Regions from separate parts of the Pan troglodytes genome. Here region 1 is linked to region 2. A link is a contact called in public HiChIP or PLAC-seq data. All regions are on one chromosome and are shown on one strand. Each heading gives the region's core, a stretch centred on a gene start, on an enhancer-like site or on the middle of the called end of the contact. The rest is flanking DNA. Distances are from core to core; before and after follow the strand shown. Region 1 holds the start of TMEM275 (transmembrane protein 275). Region 2 holds the start of EFCAB14 (EF-hand calcium binding domain 14).

The links. HiChIP or PLAC-seq counts read pairs in DNA pulled down with a chosen protein or histone mark.
Region 1: an H3K4me3 HiChIP or PLAC-seq map of stem cell-derived excitatory neurons shows a contact between it and region 2, with 4 times the contacts expected there. The contact joins the promoter of TMEM275 here to the promoter of EFCAB14 in region 2. A contact is called at or near these places in 3 of 7 Hi-C or Micro-C datasets (blood, induced pluripotent stem cells and stem cell-derived neural progenitor cells) and 1 of 1 datasets of contacts at active chromatin or transcription factors (stem cell-derived excitatory neurons).

What each region holds. Positions count from the first base shown.
Region 1 is chr1:184,415,884-184,418,622 of NHGRI_mPanTro3-v2.0_pri, forward strand. It overlaps TMEM275 (transmembrane protein 275), which reads left to right and starts at 1,438. Exons shown (of 4, transcript NM_001357066.1): 1 at 1,438-1,690; 2 at 1,967-2,211.
Region 2 is chr1:184,241,482-184,244,273 of NHGRI_mPanTro3-v2.0_pri, forward strand. It overlaps EFCAB14 (EF-hand calcium binding domain 14), which reads left to right and starts at 1,432. Exons shown (of 9, transcript XM_016962440.4): 1 at 1,432-2,704. The coding sequence starts at 2,520.

The DNA.
Region 1 (2,739 bases), core at 188-2,687, 170 kb after region 2:
GAGAAGCAACTTCCTCTCTTTGAATTGCCCTCCTCTCCACCCAGCTGCTGCCTATTCCCTGCCCCTTCTCCTTTCCTTCATTATCATCAACAATATCTCAGGCTGCTGGTCCCTCCTCAATCAATGAGGAGACCCTTCCTCCTATCCATTTTCGATCCTCACCTCAGTGCCCCAGAGATACCCCAGGGTGGAGGGGGTGGGAATGGGGGATGTGGAGACTGAGCTGTGGAGAGTGTGGTTCCCTCCCCCCTGCCCATCAACCCCTCTCAGCCATGCTCTCCCCAGGGTGGGGCTATGGAATCCCCCATGCCTGGCGGGGCCAGGCAGAGACAGATGCTGGGGACCAGGTGGAATAAATCAAGGAATGAAAGCATACAACGGCAAGAGCCATGTCCACTGGGGAAGAACTGGGTAAGGCTTCAAAAGACCCTTAAACTGAGTGGAAATTCTTGAGCCTGGGACTCTAGTTCCTCTTTTTCCCTGCAGTGGGCTTCCTGAAACATCTTCCCTCCAGCCCAGGTGAATATCCCAATACATCTTGCTCAAGTACATCCCCAACCTCAACCTCCCCACTCCCTCCCCGTGGTCACAGGAGTAGTCAATGTGGAGACATGTGGCTTCTCCCCCTCACACTTCGAGAAAAGGTGAGGTCAGGCCTAGCTGGCATGGGTGGTATGGTAGGTAGCGTTAGGGAGTAGAACCCTCCAATATTTCAGCATGGGACAGGGGCGTAGACAGGGACAGGTCCTTGAACCAAGCTCTTCCGGTGGTCTGTTCAAGAAATGAAATTGGTTCTTTCCAATAGCCATTCTCACACCAGGACTGTGACTGCGACTGTGCCCGGCCCTAGGCTGGGTGCTGAGAACACACAAGTGATCTAAAGGTGGGGAGTACTTGGTCCAAGCAGATTCCTTGAAGTCACATGCCTGCTGGGCCAACCTGGAGGAGGACTGCACAGGCTGGGGCTGGAGTCTGGAGATAAAACTCACATCCTGGTTCCCAGGGGCTGGGGCAAGAGGCCGTGGGGCCTTGAGCCTGGCTTTCCCCAGATGCAAAGGGAGGATATGGTAGCCCTCCCCCACAGGGCCACTGTCAGCATGAAGGCTGCCTGGCACACAGTCACATCGGGTAGGGTTTATGAATGGATGAGTAAACGAATGAAGGCAGAGGTTGGAGAGATGCTCTTTCAGCTGAACTCTTCCAGGGTCTGAAAAGTCAGCACACCTCTGTCCTCCCTCCCACACAGCCCAGCCTTGAGGTGGGCCTACTGCCCAGCACTTCCTCCCCAGCCCTCATCCCAAAAAGTTCCTACACACACCACCAGGAGATAGAGTCACTCCCTAGACAGGCTCATGTCCACACCCCTTTCTAGGGTGCAGGATTGGTGGTTGATTGGGAAAGGGGTGCTGAAAACAAGTCCATCCCTGGAAAAATCCCCCCTCCCCCGCCCCACAGCTCCAGCCCCGCTCCAGAAAGAAGAATCCATTTGAAGTTGAAGGCAGAGCCAGTTCGACTTGTACCCCTGCCCCCTGCCCTAGAGTGAGTTGCAATATATCCGTGCCTGGCTCTCGGAAAGTGCGGACGAGACGGTGTGGGTGGGCTAGGAGTTATTTGCAAGGGTGCTTGCAAACCGCGAAGCCTAGAGGAGAACGGGAGAAGGACGGAACCGAGCGGAGAGGGGAGATGTATGGTAAGAACCCCGCTCGCCCCGGGTTGAAGGGGAGCTGTGGGTCGGCGGTCAACGCTTGAAGGAGAGGGGTTCCGGGTGGCGGGAGGCGGCTGGGGACCCGCGCAGGCCAGCGCGCCGGCCCCTCCCAACCCATCGCTGCCGCCGCCGGGGCTGCTCCAAGGGAGCCAAGCGGAGTGGGAGCGGGTCTGCGCGTCTCTGCCCTGCGCGCAGGGGCGGGGGGGCCCAGGACGGGGGGCCCAGGACGGGGCACCCTTTCCCACCCACCTGCTGATCTAGGATCTCCAAGCGGCTCGGCCCAGGACACCGCCTGGAAACCCAGCCGCGTGGGAGAGGGCGACCCCACCTCCAACCCCCTTGCTGTGCGCCGGCCCAGCCCCTAGAAGTCAGCGGACGGCGGAGGAGGTGGCCCGGCCTCTCTCTTGGTGGTCCTGCGCTCTCGGGGTCCTTCCTTCCTGCTGACCCAAGGTGCTCAAGGGTCAGCCGGGTCGGACCCGCAGGGGAGTGTCCACGGACGGGCTCAGGCAAGTGAAGGAGCTGGGGGACGCTGGCGGGAGGGGGCTGAGGGGACGCTTACCTGAACTGGGGGAGAGACTCCATCCAGCCTGAGCTCCAGGAGACAGGAGCAGTGCCCAGACAAGTGGTCAAGAACCTGTAGCCGTGAGAGGACAGGGGTGAGAAAGATAGAGAGGGAGCAGGAGAAGGGGAGACACTCCGCAGGCACTGGCCGCTGGCTCGGGGGTTCCTCTGCTCCACTCTGACCCCGCCCTGCTCTGAGCTGGGTAGGACTCTGCCCTAGAATCTCACCTGCCCCCTCCACATCCTCCCCAAGGCCCAAAGTGAGGAGGGGATGGGAGAGAAGAGAGCACAGAGCAACTTCAAATCCAAGAGACAGGGGAAGCCAGGAGGGCAGAAAACACCTCTCTGACCAATGCCTCCCCCACCATTTATTTAACCAGTATTCACTGGGCCATTTATTTAACCAATATTCACCTGGGGAGTGGCAGGCACCGCTCCTCCCCCCGTCCCCCGCTGGGGATACTGCAACAAAC
Region 2 (2,792 bases), core at 182-2,681:
CTCTAGCTGGACTGTAACAAACTGCTCTCCTGTGTTCCTCACTCTCCCCCCACTTTTTTCTACAAAGTAGCCAGAGTAATTTTTTCCTTTATTTTATTTTATTTTATTTATTTATTTATTTATTTTTGAGACGGAGTCTCGCTCTGTTGCCAGACTGAAGTGCAGTGGCGCAATCTCGGCTTGTTGCAACCTCCGCCTCCCGGTTTCAAGCCATTCTCTTGCCTCAGCCTCCCAAGTAGCTGGGATTACAAGCGCGCACCACCACGCCCAGGTAATTTTTGTATTTTTAATAGGGACAGGGTTTCACCATATTGGCCAGGATGGTCTCCATCTCCTGACCTTGTGATCCGCCCACCTCAGCCTCCCAAAATGCTGGGATTACAGGCGTGAGCCACCGCGCTGGCCCAGAGTGATTTTTTTTTTTTTTTTTTACGGAAAAGCCAGAGTATGCTACCTCTCAGCTTAAAGCCCCCAGTGCTTTCCCAAAGTCCTTTCAGTGATCCATAAGGCCCTAAAGCCCTTGCCTCATGCTTCTCTGACCTCATTTCCTATTACTCTGCTCCTTGCTCTTCTGGTCCAGCCACAACAGGTCTTCCTGGTCATTCCTTCCTGTAGCCACTGCACAGCTCATTCCCTCACCTCTCCTCCGATAAGCTGACTAAATGTTCCCTTTTCACAGAGGCACTCCCCATCACCTGACCGTGTTTCAATTTTCATCATAACACTTATCACTTCCTGACATTTAATATGTTTGCCTATTGTTGCTCTCCTCCCTCTAGAGTATAAATAAACTGCAGGAATAGATTGGCAGATAAGATACACGATGCTCAGTTAAACTTGCATTTCACATACACAATGAATAATTTTTTAGTGTGAGGATGTCCCAGATGTTGCATGGGATGTCTTAATGCTAAAAAATTGTTTGCTGTTTCTCTGAAATTCAAACTTTACTGGGTGTCCTACATTTTTATTTGCTAAATCTGGCAACACTATACAGGAAGACAAGGACCCTGGTTATTTTGTTCATGGCTGTATCCCCAGCGCTAGAACAGCTCCTGACACGTAGTAAGTAAGCTCTCAATAAATATTTATTGACTGAATGAATGTGTTAATTAATCTGAAACGCGCCTAAACTTTTAACAGCCTGTGTGAGAGTCAGAGAGGCGGAGCCTTCAGACTTGGTTAGTCCAGGGGGCCTGGGCGGCTGATGAACTTTCGAAGTAGGTCGAGCAGCCGGGCGCTTAGCCTGCCCCGCCCGCGCTCCGCAGGATGCAGGACTCCACCCGGCTCAGGTTCGCAGCAGGTCCCGGAAGCCCTCCTGGGGGCGGGGCCACCCTAATCGGCAGGTGGGACCCAGCCCCAGCCGGGGCAGGGCCCCTTTAACGCCCGACCTCTCCGCCACGACTTTCGCCCCGGCGTGACGTCACCCCAGCGGGCGACCAATGGGAGTGCGGCTTACTGGCAGGCGGCGCAGGCGGCCGCTGCCAAAGGGGAAGTGATCTGGGGCTGGAGCGATGGCCCGGGGCTGGAGCTCGCGGCCGCCGCCGCCGCCGCCGCCACCACCAACGCCAACAACAACGTGTCGGGAGCAGCCGCGGCCGAAGCCGGAGCAGGGGCCGGAGTCGCGGCTGGAGTGGGGCCTGCGCGTGTGAGTGGCCGAGAGTTGCCCGTGCCGGAGACCTCAAACTCCGGGCGGGAGCGCTTTCGGTCGGCGGAGCCGCCGTCGCCCGCGGCACCGTGTCCCCAAGGCCCAGACAGCGGGGCGGGGGTCTAGCAGGCGCGGGACTGGCTTCTCTCAGGCCGACCCTTCGAGCCGGGCTCCGGATCTTCCTCGGCCTCGGGCCCCCTTCACGTTCAGGACGGAGGCCGGAGAACGGTGATCATCACACACCCCAGCCGGCTTCCTGGCCCGGGCATTTTCTCTGCGGCCAAGCAGTGTTTGGATTGTAGCTGCTGGGAGCCCCCTCCTGCCGCCACCTCTCCTGCAAGGAAGGGACTGACGCGTTCCCACTTTCTTACTCTGCACCTCCCCACTCTCTTCCCATTCAAGAACGAGTTTCTCTTCCCTCTCCATTGGAAATCCTGCTCCGGAGGTCCAAAACACGTATTTTAAGCGTGCCCTTCCTCACCTCCTGGAGCACCCTTAGAAGTATTGCCTACTTATCCGGGCTGAGAATCCTTCATTTTTGACCTGGCTTTTTTTTCGCCCTTTGGGAGATAAAGGTCCCTCTCCACCCTCTACTAACACTCTGCACCCAAGGCCTTATCCTTTGGGGTCACCAGCTCCTTAGCCATTTCTATGTGATTTCCCCCACCCATCTGAGTTCCAGTTTCCTCTGGGCTCCAATCTCCAGTCCCTGGCGGATCTGGTCAGTCCCACCCCTAGGTGGGAGTGACCAGGGGGCTCTGGCCCAGGATTCCCAACCCTGGAAGGCAGCTCCAAGGCAGGAAGAGAATTGGGCGTCGGGTACGAACCTGGCAGCTCAGGAGTCGGGGCTCCACTCACCCCACACAAAAAGATGAAAAAGCGCAAAGAGCTCAATGCATTGATTGGTTTGGCTGGGGACAGCCGGAGAAAGAAGCCCAAGAAAGGCCCAAGCAGTCACCGCCTGCTTCGCACTGAGCCTCCCGACTCAGACTCTGAGTCCAGCTCCGAAGAGGAAGAGGAATTCGGTGTGGTTGGAAATCGCTCTCGCTTTGCCAAGTGAGTAGTGGTGAAAGGTGGAATGGGAAGAAGGCATCTCCTTGCACTACCAAGGGGCCACATTGACAGGAAGGAGAAAGGAAGTCCT